Regions from separate parts of the Sus scrofa genome. Here region 1 is linked to region 2. A link is a contact called in public HiChIP or PLAC-seq data. All regions are on one chromosome and are shown on one strand. Each heading gives the region's core, a stretch centred on a gene start, on an enhancer-like site or on the middle of the called end of the contact. The rest is flanking DNA. Distances are from core to core; before and after follow the strand shown.

Region 1 (6,581 bases), core at 3,729-6,228, 43 kb after region 2:
ACTTAGGTTATCTGATTGGAAAGGCCTGGAGATTTTTAGATGCCACAAAGAACTAGGTGAACTTGACTTACTGAAGTGCCATTTTAGGCCCCAACTTATAGCACGAGTCTTATAGAGTCCCCTTTTATCATAGCCTAAATCAATATGGATTGAGTTGGAAATCTTGCTCTGGTTATAAATAGAGAGGACAGACACCTCAGGAAAACCCCAAAGTGGCAATTTGGGTAAAAGTTAGAAGGGAAGGAAAGAAGTGTTAGAAAATGACAGTTAATGAGCCAGTGGCCTGGCCTCTTTGTTCCCTAACAGTTGTCAGAGAAACCATCAAAGGGAGGGAACAGGGGCCCTTCTCAGAACCGGCACAGGAAAAAGCTGACGCTCTCTGGCTGCTACAGAGCCCCTCGGTGGTAGCTCACAGACCCGGCCCCCTGGGAGATTGCCTGTGTGTATTTATTCGTTTCCGGGCTGGGGGCGGTGGTGGGGGTGCAGCCACTGACAACATTGGGCCCTGGGCCTGTGACACCCTCTAGCAAAAGTTGTACCCAGAGGAAAAGGCGTCCTCAGGCAGATGTCGGATATACAGCAACTGCTCCAGCACCGTCTTTAGGCACTACCGGGGCTCTGGGCCTCCTCCAGACCCAAAGAGACCTGATAGTTTGCGGACCCCACAGATTGCACCTAGCAGGAACTCGTGAGGTGTGTATGAGAGAGCCAGCCAAGGGAGAAGGCTGGGGGGACCCAAGGGCCCAGGAGGGCCTCCCGATACAAGCTTAGAGCTGAGCCCGCTGGGAGGAGATGCACTGCCAGAACCCACTGAGGCCGACACCTCCCCGCTGGACCCACCTGGTCCTCCCAATCACGATGGGAAGTGGCCTTGTCCCCTTGCGCTAGACCCAAGGTGTAGGGGACCTCTGCGCCATGGCATGAAGAGCCTACACATCAAGTCCCACATTTGGAGATTTGGGGGCAGGAGGGGGTGGTATCCACCGGCCTCCAACGCTCCACCCTTCCGAACGCTTTCCTGGAATCAACTGAAGCTGCTAGCGGAGTTGTTCCTGAAGCCCCTCTAGGATGTCACCACCTCCTGGTACAGGACAGCGGGGACGATGGCTCTCTGCTGATAGGATCCCCTGGATAGTAGCTACACTCACCAAAACACGGGGCTTCGGATTCTGGCCCGAAGCCTCCCAGTTCCCATGAGACTCTATCTCCCCTCCCATGCCCCACAGAAACACACCCCCAAAGTGCCGGGGTGAACCCCGAGCTTGAGGCCAGGGTCAGTGGAGGGACGGCCCCCACCACCAACAAGTTGCCCGTAGAGATAACAGCTGTGGGAGGGGGAGGGGAGCCGCAAGCAGCCACGACTGAACGGTCGCGATCTAGAAAATTCAACAAGAGGCCGCCGCGGTGGCGGCGGCGGCGGCGGCTCCAATTAGCTGAGCCAACTGGGAAGGCAGAGAGCGAGGCGGCGGCCCCGCCGATCGTGCCCGGGGCGAGCAGGCGGGCGGGGGCGCGGGGGCCTCGGAGCTGCCCGGGCGGCCCTCGCCCGGCCCCTCCCGCGGGCTCTCGGAGCGCGCCTGGTGTTTACACACTGTCCTTCCGACACGGGATCAAGTTTCAGACCGCGCTGGAGGCGCCGGGGGCCGGCCACAGGCCCAGGAGAGGGGAAGAACTGGAGCGGGATCTAAGGCTGCGCTGCGCGGACAAGGCTTAGCGCGCGTGGGCACAGCTAGTGCAGTGGTCCCCTCGGGGGTGGGGTTGAGGGGAAGCCCATCGGGCAGGGTGGGCAGGGGCAGCTGTCCCGGAGGGAGAAGCATCTCCGAGTTGCAAGAGTGGTGTGCTGTGCTCGCTCCGGCGGGAGAACTTACCCCTGGCGGGGGAAAGGGCTGCCCAGAACCCTGGCGCAAAACCTGCTCTGAGCGCCCCTAGTGAGCTCTTCACTCCCCCCCGCCCCCCCCGCGCCCCGGATCCTTTGATACACCACGGGATTCAGACCATTGTTGGAGAGGAGGGGGTGACGGTCTGTGGGCTAGAAAGAGCAACGAGCGATCGGAGACTTCGAGCTTCCCCGCGCGCCCTGGCCCCGGGGCTGCCGAGGCCTCGGGCCGAGTGCCGGAGGGCTCGCGGCTCCGCGCCTCCTCTGAGCTGGCAGCCCGCGGGTGCCCCACGCTGTCAGGCGGCAGCGGCTGAGCTTCCAGCAGCACGGGCACACTGTAAACAGCTGCGTGCGCGCCCTCCCCGCCCGGGCTGGGAACCTCACCCAAACACCCTGTCGCCTTCTCTCCGGCTCCCGGCAGAGGCTGAGGGGGGTGGGGTGGGGCGGCGCGGGGGGCGAGGCCTTTGAAGCCCAGCCTGGGGAGAGAGGGCCCCCACCCCACGCCCGGGGCCCGGGAGCGAGCGTTCTGAACCTGCAGGGGTGCGGGGTGCTGCGGGGAGGGGAAGGAGTCAGCGCCTGCCCCCTCCCCACTGAATGTCTGCTTTGTTCCGGAAAACAAGGGAAGCATTAGGCTGCTGCCCCCGGGGAAACACAAAACTTCTTTTTGAATCTCGGGAAGGGCGGTTGACTGCGCTACGGGGCTCCTAAGACAGACCGAGGAGGGGAAAAGCTGAGAGGGCGGGCAGAGACAGGGCGACTCCGGAGGGAGGACGACCGACGGAGTTGCGGGGGGGCGGGGGAGCCACTCAGGGTGACCGGGCGGGAGACCCGGGAACCCGACTCGGCGCGAAGGTGCCGCGCGAGTTCCAGCGAGCAGCCGCCCGGCCAAGTGGCGCCGGCCCAGCCCGCGGCCGTGCCAGCTTCCTGCCCTGCCCAGGACCGCGGAGCAGTCGGGGACGCCGCCGCAGGCTGACCCGGAATCGCAGAAGGACAGCGGGGGTGGGGGCGCAAAGCTACAAGTAAACCCCTACTAGAACTTTCTGCACTGCCCCCCCCCCACTAAAGTGAGCCCGGACCCCAGGCCTGTGGGGCGTCGGCTCCGGGCTTTCAGTCTTGGAGGAAAGAGGGGGCAAAGGCCCAGGGAGCTCCCCTGAGCGGAAGATGGGGGGGACAGTCTGAAGTGTCTTTGGTCTCATTTGATGACCGCTAATCCGATCGGCTCCCAGACCCGCTGTGCCTTTGCGAGAGGGCGGGTCACTTCTGCCCTGGCCGGTGCGAGCGGGCGAGGGGACAAGCGAAAGCAGACACAGAGCTCGCTCGCTCTCCAGCTCCCTGTCCTCCCCGGCTACTACCCCTCACTTGGCCCTTCCCCGCACCTAAGGAAGGGGAGGGCACCCAAGCTCTGCCCCACCCTCCTTGGGGCGCTCCCCTCCGCCTCGGAAGCTCAGACCGACAGCGAGGGTTTTCCCCCTTTCCCTTGGGCTCGCTGGGTTTCCAACTTCCTTTAAACCTCCCTCCTCGCTCCGAAAAGCCCCGAGGAGAGGAGCCGAGAGGAAGCACGCCGCTAGTGTGCGAAATGAAGACCATGTGTGAGGACGGCGGCATCAGAGTGCAGCCGCCGCGGGCTGGGGGTGGGGTGGGGTGGCGAAGGCCCCCGCGCGGCCAGAGGCTTGGGGCGGCAGCAGCCAGCGCCTCAGCTCGGCGTTGGGGATGCGGAGACGCAGCGAGAAGCATCGAAGAGGCTGGGCTGGCCTCGTGGCGGGAGGCAGGGAGGGGGGGTGCAGGGGCGCGGAAGGGGGGCTGCCGCGCCATGGGGGGTGGGGGGCGGGGACGCAGCCCCGGCTTCCTGGGCCGCAGCTGCGACCGAGGGCGCAAGAGCAGATCATGCTCGGCGGCGGCGGCGGCGGCGGCGGCGGCGGCGGCGGCTCGGGCCCGCCGCGCTCGCAGCTGAGAATCAACAAAGGGAGGCGGCGGGCGAGCGGGGGAGGGGCGCCTCCGAGCGTTCGCTGGCTGCTGTGGAATAATAAAAAATAATTAATAATGATAATAAGAGAAAAATCCCCGGGCTTTCATGGCTCTGGGTTTCCGTGTGGCTGCAGCGGGAAGCGCGCTGTCCTTGAGGCGGCCTCTCTCGCCTGGTCTGCCCGCCCCTCCCCCTCCCTCGCCCCCTCCCCTCCCCGGGAACCGGGAAGAGAAAGGTCTGCAGCTGACAAATATTATCCATTCTCCCCATCGATCGCGGAGTGTACAGATGTGAGCGCTTGATGTGCCCGCGGAGCGGCGGATCCTCCCTGCTCGCTCGCTCTCGCCCAGGCTCCGCTCGCCGCCCCCCTCCTCCCCCTTTGTTCTCCTCCCCTTTCCCTCTCTTTAAATAGATTTCAGGGCGCTGCCTGTTGGAGAGCAGCTGGCGATCTCTCCCGAGAGAGGGAGCGAGCGCAGCCCGAGGTGCCCTGTCACCAGCCTCCCCTCCCCCACCTCGCTTACCCAGTGCGGGCCCACCCTCCACCTTTCTCCAGTTCCCAAAACAGAAAACACCGGGAACACCCACGTCCACTGCACCGAGAGTCTCTCCGAGCTCTTGGACTCCTCGCGCTGTCCCCTGTGTCCGTGTCTGTGTGCGGGAGAGGGAGGGGGCGCAGGGAGGGGGCTCGGAGACTTGCCGGAAGAGCCGAGGGTCGGGATCTTTCCTCGGCAGCAGCAGGGACGCAGCCCCGGTCACGCTGAGAGGGGACAGTTTACCCATTAGGGAAAGTCGGCGGAGGCGGCCCTTTTATTCCTCTTTTGCAGATGGCAGATTAAGCCAGCAGCGTCCGGTCTCAAAGGGGCCGGCCGCTCGGCTAAGGGTTAACCCGTCGGCCGGTAATCGCGGACACACGCGCGCGCGCGCGCACACACACACACACACACACACACACACACACACACACAGAGTCACACACACGCGCGCGCGGCGCGCCCTCCCCGCCCGCCGGAGCGCCCGCCACAGCCCGCAGTGCGCCCGGGGCTGGAAGGAGGGGGGACTCGGGGGGGAGGGGCGGGGCGGGCTTAACCAGGCCGCTCGACTGAGCCGAGGCCACCTCGCCGTCTGTCACTTAAATGATTGTCCTCCGCTCCGCTCGGTGCGGTCAGTACGGGCTGTTAACAGGCAGTTGCAATCAGTTTCCGAAAGGTCAGCCAAGGTCCTCCGGCTCTCGCAGACGGAAGGCATTACGAAACCGCTTTTGTATCTGCAGGCACTTTAGAAAAAGAGGCGAGGAGGGGCGCACCGCAGCGCGGCGATGCTGCGAGCCCCGGGAGAGGGGCGGGGGCCGTGGGGCGGGGGAGCTCGGCCCGCCCCCCACCATGGCCTGGACCGGGCGGCGGGGAAACCACACGGGGAGTGACCCAGACCCTCTTGGTTACGATGGGGAAGCCGGAAGGAAGAGGGGGGGCAGGCGGCAAGAGAAGGAGGAATGGGAGGAAGTGGGAGAGGCGTCCTGGCCCCCCTCCTCGCCCGGCCTTCGGCCCACACCAGGACCCGGACGGGGGCTGGCGGCCCTGGGTGCTGGAAGACCCCACTCGGACTCTCAGGTCCTCCTGTCTCTGGAAAGTGGGGCGGGGAGGGAATGAGAGACCCTCGCAGAGCAAGCAAGTCCCCGCGCGGTGTCTGAAGACGCTGCTGCTGCCGCCGCTAGAAGTCGTCCATCAGCAACCAGTCCAACCTGCCAGTGATAATGTGCGATCAACACCAAATCACCCCCGCCAGGCGCGATCCATCATCGCTGCGCGCCGCGGGGCCGCGTGAGGCTCACTCGGGGCTTGGGCGGGGGGGCGGGGGTGCGGAACAGAAGGCTGTCGCCCTGCGCACTTGGGCTCTCGGCGCACCTAGCTGCCCCTCCCGGAGGTCTGCACCCGGCGTTCATAACTCTCCAAGTTCCCCAGCCGCAAAGCACAGACACGGTGGCTCCGAGTTCCTCGCGCAGGTCACTTAGGAGCCAGCACGCCCTACTATCCCGGTCACACCCTACAAAGCCGTCCCTTCCTCGGATCTGCCCTGCCCGTCCCCTCCCCCTCCTTCGAGAAAGCCTGGCTGGCGGGAAATTAATATTTAATATCGTGAAATTGATTAAAGGGCTGGAAGCCGGCAATGGGGTGGGGGGAAGGGTAGGGGCGTAATTAAAGATCTGAGAGTCGTGGCCGCTCCTCGTGTGCTGCAGCCGCACAGGGCCTTTGTGAGGCCGTGGCGGAGCTGCGCTGGGCTGAGCCCAGCAGTCTCGGGGCGGTGGCCGGTGCTGCCCAGGATCCCGCCGGCGCCCGAGGGCGGAGGGCAGAGGCCGCTCTGCCGGGCGGGCTGTCCCGGAGGTAGCGAGTTAACCTTAGCGCACCTGAGGCTGCGCAGAGAGCCGCCTTCCCTTGCCTGCCAGTATCATAGGCTCATCTCGGCCGCAGGAGACTGAGGGTCGGGTGCTGCAGCTTTTCACTGCTAGTTCAGTGCAGAAGCTCCTTACTCGCCTAGGGGCTCTGGAAGGTGCATCCCCCTTGCAACTCCAAGGTCCCCAGCGCAGCCTCGCCCGGGCCCCATCGCAAGCCTCTCATGCATCCCTTCGAGAGAAGGGGAGTCAGGCAGGCTCCTCCAGTTCTGTAATTGGGGGATCCGCAGGCCGAGGCTGCTCAGAGCTCCCGTTGGTTCTCTCTCGTCCAGGCCCCACCCCGGGCTGCTCACACTTGG
Region 2 (7,124 bases), core at 4,335-6,834:
TCCCCAAAAGAGGGACATGTACAGAGGAGGGGGGCTGATGAAGGCAGCGTGAAAGGCCTCAGCCAGAGACCCACCGCCAGCTTTTGAGGGACGCAGGGGAGGAGAGGTTGGGAAATGCAGCTCGGAGAAAGAGAGGCCTAGGGAAGCCACACAACCCAAGGCTATCCCCAGATTTTTTTTTTTTTTTTAATCTGGTCATTGATCTTTCCACCCCGGACTGGACCTTCTGTGTTGTACTAGAAAGGCCTGGGGGAAAGAATAAACCCTGGTAGCCTGGCTTCCCCCACCCCACCCCACCCCACCCCAGTGCGCCCACATTTTTGAATCGTCCCTTTCCACTGACAATCCAGAGACCTCCTTCCTCCCCGTTTAACACACCAGTGTTTTTTAGCAATTAAGGCGAGAAGGGGGTGGGGATAAAGATAAGCCAATTTTTTTTTCCGCCATGCAAGTGTGAAAGATAAGATAACGCTAAGCTGAGGCAAAGCGGCTGCTTACAACCTCCCCTCAGCGATCTTGATCGGTCACTTCTTATCTCGCAAAAATGCTCCTTTCGAAAACTGCATCAAAAAAAAAAAAAAGAAAGAAAAGAAAAAGGCTGAAGGAAAGCATTTTCATTTGGAAGTGACATTTAAAACCCACCTCCTCTACACCAGCAAACCCCTCCCCATCCGTGGGGCTCCCCAGTAAAAGTAGCACCTCCACTACAGGGTTTCAGGCTTTCTTGTGGAGGAGGGGGGCAGGATTACTAGTGTAATTAGGCCGAATAAAGGCGGGGATGCTAGAGTTCCTGTCGTGGCTCAGTGGTTAACGGATCTGACTAGCATCCAGGAGGAGGCAGGTTCGATCCCGAGCCTCGCTCAGTGGGTTAAGGATCCGGCGTTGCCGTGAGCTGTGGTGTAGGTGGCAGACGCGGCTCGATCCAGCTGCTGTGGCTGTGGTGTAGGCCGGCGGCTACAGCTCGGATTAGATCCTTGGCCTGGGAACGTCCATATGCCGCGGGTGTGGCTCTAAAAAGCAAAAAATAGTAAAAATATAATAAAAAGCAGGGATGCGTGATGAGGGTTGATCCTGCATCCAACCGCAAGCTGGCATCTGGGTTTTCCTTCCCCGAGTTCCTGATCCGTGTTTGTGTTTCTCCACCTCGCTGGTGTGTTGAAACTAAACAGGTAGTTATATTTGAGAGGATCACATAACTATGGCAACACGAAGTTGCTGTTAATGCAAAATAATAAGAAACTCTGCTGATTCTTACGGGCCCCTTTATAAAGGAAGGAAAAGGCGTCACATGCGCCCCGGAACCCGAGAACTCTCAGGCGAACCGGACTCTCGGGGAGTCATAAAATCCTTTTCTCCGAACAAAAATCTCGAAGGGGTTTCCGGAAGACTTTGTATTTGTTGAGGGAGCTTTCGGTATTGAACTCCAGGCCCGCAGGGCGGCCTGTAAATTCCCCCTAGCCCAGCCGCTGGCCCCGGATCGCACCCATCAAGGCGGGCGGCCCAGGCCGAGTTGATGAGACTCTGCGCCCACCTCCGGCTTAGAGCTCCCCCCACCCCCCCATCCCGGATTCGCACCTCGGCTCAGGGCGCACCCCGAGTCTGCCCCCTCCGGTCTAGGCTGCACGACCTAAAGCCCGGGGCCAGCCGCGGCCGGATAGTCCCCGGGGAGCCGAAACCGCCGAGCGGGGAAACCCCTCCTCTCGCCCTTCCCCGAAAAGCCTGGCCGCGGCGTAGGCGCCGAGCGAGCGGGCATCCGCTGACAGCCGGGCCTCACGTAAGGCCCACACGCGTCCCATTAGTCAGCCTGAGTTCCCCTCGGGCGAGCCGTCTGGCGCGGCCCCAAGGCCAGGCGCGGGCGGGGAGGGGCTGCGGGGCCGCGGCGAGCTGGGAGCGGGGCGGGGGCGCGGGCTCTGCGGGGCCCGGCCGGGCTCGGTTCCGCGTTCCTGGGACCGCGGGTAAGCTGAGCCGGCCGCTCCCTGGCTGGCGCCGAGGCGCCGAGCTGCGCTTCACGTGCCCGCCATATCAGCCGCGGCGGCGGCGGCGGCGGCGGCGAGGAGCGGGGGCAGGGAGGCGCGCCGCAGCTCCTGCGGGGTCTCGGGCCCCCACCTCCCCCCCCCTCCCCGCGGGGAGAGGGGGGAGCGGGTCGGGACCACCCCGCAGCCTCCATCCCCGCGCCAGCCGAGAGCGGCGCTGCCAGACACCGAGAGGCTCGTAGGGCGCCGCTCCGAAAGCTGCGCGGCGGCGGTAACCAGGGGAGGGTGCTCCTCGCGGCCGCCCCGGGAACTTCCCAGCCGCCCCGCCGCCGCGGCCGCCGCAGTCACCGGGACCGGAAGCCCTTGCGCCGCCCCAAGTGGCCTCCGCTGCCCCCCCCCCCGCCCCGCGCCCCGGGCTGCTCCAGACGAGGGCTGGCCGCGCGTCACCTCGATCCCTCCAGGTCCCAGGCGGCCGCCCTCGTCCTGGGGCATCCCCATTTAAGCCCGGAGGACCCTTTTCGCGGTCCAGCGAGACCTCCCTCTATTACCGCCATCAGCGCGGCTCCCCCCGCAGCTGGGACGGGAGGGGCGCGGAGCCGCCACTCCGGCCGGGCAGGAACACCTGCTCCCGGGCCCTGCAGCTGGGCGCGTGGTGCCGGGAGAGACTGCCTACTGTTGTGTGCAGAGATCGCGGAGCAGAAAATGGGGCTCCGACGCTCAGGGCCAGGCGCAGCCGCGCCTCGGTCGCCCCCATCTCCCACCCTCTCTGTACGATCAAGCCCGAAGCTTGGGGACTCAGGTCTCCCCGAGGGTCGAAGGGCTGCCACCCCTGGGGTCCGGCTTCTGCCTGGTCTTAAGAGGTGGTTCGCAAGACAGATGGGGCAAAACCTGTTTTGGGAGCCTGCCCGGTGTCCGCCCCCGCTCTCCAAACCAGACACACTCATCTCCCCTTGGCCCCCACTCTAGCCTCCGGCGGGGGACGAGAGTAGGTCATGGCGGCACCGGTACGGGGTTCGGACTTTGCCACTCCGCGTGGGGAGGGCTACTGGACCCTCCCCATCTCCTCCGTGCCCCGAGGAGGTCGGGCGGCCGAGATGACCTGCGCTGCTGGCCCGGCCTCACTCCCCCCTCCCCCGTCCCGCCCTCCCCGGCGCTCCTGGCCCTGGGCCCGGCCGGGGAAGGCGTTGTTTTGCCAGCGGGAGCCGAGCGAGTGCGCAGAGAAAAGCCTCCCTGCTCTAATGAGAGTGCACACAGCGCTGCAGCGAGGAGGATGATTACCCGGCGGGCGGGGGGGCGCGGGCCCGGGCCGCGGGCGGCGTGTGCGGCGGCCCCGCGGGCCCGGAGTCCCCGCCTGTCTGGCTGCTAATCGCACGCTTTCTGCTGTTAGGGAGGCAGGCGGGAGCCGGCGGCCGAGCCCAGCTCCGGCGACTCGGCGGGTGACACGGAAACATGGCGCAGCGCCCCTCCCCCGCCCGCCCTCCCCGCGCTCCCGCCTCCCGCCTCGCACTTCCTCCCGCCCGCGCGGCTTTTGCAGTTCTAATGCTCTGCTGTCCGCCCGGCACCATTACGCTAGCAGCCGCTTCTCGGCCGCCCCGCGCGTCTCTTTCCCCTTTGTTTTCGGGGTCTATAGAAAACGTTTGCTTTTGTCCCGAGCTCTCGTGAAACCAAACTTGTGGTGGCAACGGAAGGCGGTGCGGGCGGGGGAGGGGCCCGGGGATTTTGGCAACAGCCGACCAGAGCGTGGTGGAAACTTCTCTCGCTGGGTTCCCCGCCACCCCGCCTTCCACCCTCCACCCTCCACCCTCCCCTCAAACACAGGCCAGTCGGCCTGCCGAAGCTTCCCCCCCTTCTCCCCCGAGAGGCCTCAGCGCTCCAGGAAGGAGGTCTGGGTTAGAGGCACTGTGGTGACCAGGGGTGAAGCGCCTAGGGTGCGTGTCTGTGGGCCTCTAGGTTTTGGTACTCGGTGACGCCGCTCCTTGAAGCCCTGCCCGACTTGCTTCTCCCTCCCTTTGGTCATTCGGGGCTTTGTATCAGCCTGTGGAGAAGGAAAGGGAGGGAAGAGAAGAGAGTGGTTCACGTGTGTGGGTTTTATACGAAGGGTTTGTTGGAATCGCTCACCTCCAACTGTATAGCCTCCTTTATAGGGTGAAAAGGCGGAACGTGGGCCCCAGGGGGGGGAAGGGTCAGAAATCTAGGCCTGGAAGCTGGATCCTACTCTACTGGTCGGCTCAGCTACACTCAGTCCCGCAAGCAGGGTGGGGGGACCCTGCAGAGTGGGGGCAGGCCGAGAGAGCCAGGTCCCTCGATGCAGGAGATGCCAAACCTCCCTCCCACGGGTGAGAGCGCAGGTCCCCCTGGCGCGCTCCCCAGCCCAGAGCGCACGCCATGGCTCCGCAATGGAGCTGCTCAGGCGGCAATTTTTTAAGCCTGCAATTAAGCGAGGCGTCGCCGTGTCCTCTGCTAGTGTCGATCCTGTCAGTCGCACATGGCCTTGGTGCTTCGGTCCGAGGCCCCGCGATTAGTCACAGGCTCGCTTCGCTCCTTTCCCTAATCCGCCTCTGCAGGCAGCCTGGGGACGCGGCCGACTTGGCGGGGCTGGCAGAGAGCCACTGTGCGCGGGGCGGGCCGCCTGGCCAGTACCAGCCCCGCTGCGCCCAAGCCGGCGCGGGCCCCGGGGTGCTGGCTTGGGACTTCCTCCCCCTTCGCAGCCCCCAGGCTGGGGCGACGGCGCCCCTCCTCCTCTCGCCCCACTCCCGGGCCTGCGAGATCTATTTGTGTGGTGTCATTTGCATAAAAATAGGACAAGTGTTTCAGTGCGTTCGAACGCGGGAGGCGAAATCCTTATTGATGTGTCTGTGTGGAGCCCTCGGTTGTCGGAGCGGTTTGATTTAGGGTGTTTGTGTTGCCTTCTGCGAGAAATGAGAGGAAATCCTGCGCAACGCCTAGAGCGGCCGGCGCCCTACAGAGCATCCCCCTCTGCACGGCCTGGAACGGTCCACCGCCTGGACCCCGGCGAGCCGAGTCCACAGCGAGCAGGTTGAGGGCCAGGCGGGCGACCCATTATGACTCATAAAACCGGGCGGCCTAATCACCAGCTGCCAACCCGTTTACGTGTGGCGCTTCCCAATGCTCCCTTCGCCGGGCCCGGGCCTCCAGCAGGTTCGCCCTGGACAAGGCTAGAGCCGCTCAGTGGGGGCTAATCGAGTGGCCGCCCGTTCCCGTCGGCAGCTCGGCTTCCCTTCCCGGGCGAACCCCGCTCTCCCGGCCTTTGCGCTGCTCGCCAGCAACTCCTCAGCTTCGACAAATAGCTGGGAGGGCGCCGGCCGCGCGGAGCCAGTAAATCAATCATTAACTCCCCGGCGAGGCCTGGCCAGGGGAGGGAGCGGCGGCCAGAGCCGAGTCTGCGGGGCGAGCGCGAGGCCCCCACCCTGGGTCGGGAACCGTCCACGCTCCAGGGGACAGGGTGCGTGAAAGTGGGTCCCCTCAGGGCCTCAAGAGCCCCTCCAGAAGCCTCCGCCTGCCGGGCCTTTCAAGCCCGCACCTCGCCTCGCCTGGCAGGTCGGGTTACTGTGCGGCCCCCGGGCAGGCTGGAACATTAACGAGCCGCCCCGGGCCTCGGGGCCTGCTCTCCCCAGGAGAGCCTGCCGCACTTGGGCAGGCTTCTCTGATCCGGTCGGGCTCCTCCAGACTCCGGCTTGCCAAGCCAAACCGATCGCGCCCCTGTCGACTAGTCTCCCTACGGCGCCCTCCCCACGGAGCACACCGTGGGGCGGCACGCAGGGGGTTAAAAGCTCCGGTTCGCACTGGCTCCTCGGCAGCGCTGAGGAAACGCTGATCAAAGTGCTTACGGGGAAAGAAACACACACGCGCGCTCGGGCCTGGGTAGAAGAAGGGCGACTGGAGAGACGGCGAGGGAGCCGCCTGCTTCGACCCGCTTCCCACACTCCTGGGAGCGCGGCGGCGGCCCGCGCGATTCTCTCCTCGGAGCTCGGCGCGGCGGGGCCGGGAGGACGGCAGGGAGGGGGAGGAACAAGGGGGCGGGAGGCGAGCCCGGGCTGCGCGCCAAGAGGCCCGGAGCCGCAGATTAGTCACTGCTCGGCTGGGCGCTCACGGGTGCGCCCGGGAACCGGGAGGGCAGGCGTCGGCCCCGCTCCGCCGGGCTCCCGGGGGGCTCGGCGCCGCGGCGCGGGTGCCCCCGCCCCCACCCCCGCGCACGCCCGGCGCGCCTGGATGGACTCCCGGGGGCTCGCGCTGCGGAGATCCACTTGTCAGTTCAAGGGCAGGACAGAAACTCTGCAAGCGGAGTCTTGCGAACAGGAAATTTCTCATTGACAAGGTGCTGCCCCTCCCCCACGCCGGGCTTCAAAACAAAACAAAAACCCGGCGCGAGCGACCAAGGCACCCAGCCTGGGCCCGCCGCGGCCTGCGCTGCTCCGCCGCTTCGGCGACCCCCGCGGGTCGGCCCCGGCCAGGAGAGTGGAGAGCTCGCCGAGCCCCGGGCCCCGAGCGCTGGCGGCCGCCAACAAACAGGCCTGGAAGGCGGGCTGGGCTCGGGCCCCGCCGAGGGCTCCCAGCTGCCACCTCCGGGGCCCGGGCAGGGGCGGCCGCGGAGACCGGGAGGCTCCGCGCCTTCTCGGCTTCTGAGCCTGGCCGAACGCCTTTCGCGAAGCCGGGGGCCGCCGGGTCAGCGGCTCCCCGGAGGCGCGTGGGGGGCGGGGAGGCCGCGCGGCGCCGCCGACTCGGTGAATCCCGCTGCGGGGACCCGGGAGGGCGGCGAGCTCGGCCTGGCAAAGTTCCTGTAGAAACTCCATGTTTAGCAACTCCGGCGGCGTTGCGGGAGGAGGGGGAGAGGAGGGCGCGCGGGGTGTGCCGGGGCGGCCGGCACCCGCCTTTCACTCCGGGGGAGGGAGTCCGGCGCCCCCCCCCCAGCCCAAGGCGAAGTCTGGGGGGCGGGGACGGCCGGGTCCCGGGCGCGTTCTTTTGTGTCTGCCCCTCTCTTTCCTCCACATTCTGAAAGGAAATGTCTAAACCCGTTTCATTTATTGCATGCAGCCAGAAGAAGAAGGCTTCCTTTTTAGGGACCCTGATATTCAGGGTAATTTCGTATTTGACACATGTAAATACTTAGTACTCTCAGGTAAGGTCAAATTA

The links. HiChIP or PLAC-seq counts read pairs in DNA pulled down with a chosen protein or histone mark.
Region 1: an H3K27ac HiChIP or PLAC-seq map of skeletal muscle shows a contact between it and region 2. The contact joins two enhancer-like sites. A contact is called at or near these places in 2 of 5 promoter capture datasets (fetal liver and liver), 22 of 47 Hi-C or Micro-C datasets (alveolar macrophages, blood, brain and 10 more) and 2 of 2 datasets of contacts at active chromatin or transcription factors (alveolar macrophages and skeletal muscle).

What each region holds. Positions count from the first base shown.
Region 1 is chrX:35,863,568-35,870,148 of Sscrofa11.1, forward strand. The region is part of intron 1 of BCOR (BCL-6 corepressor); the gene reads right to left. Among named protein-coding and RNA genes, the nearest start is that of BCOR, 24 kb to the right of the region's middle. Within about 2 kb of position 4,979, at least 32 of the 83 cell types and tissues checked have an H3K27ac peak or open chromatin away from gene starts, as enhancers often do. A contact at or near this core is called in fetal liver, liver, retroperitoneal adipose tissue and 1 more, where this site is marked.
Region 2 is chrX:35,819,602-35,826,725 of Sscrofa11.1, forward strand. The region is part of intron 1 of BCOR (BCL-6 corepressor); the gene reads right to left. Among named protein-coding and RNA genes, the nearest start is that of BCOR, 68 kb to the right of the region's middle. Within about 2 kb of position 5,585, at least 50 of the 83 cell types and tissues checked have an H3K27ac peak or open chromatin away from gene starts, as enhancers often do. A contact at or near this core is called in fetal liver, liver, retroperitoneal adipose tissue and 1 more, where this site is marked.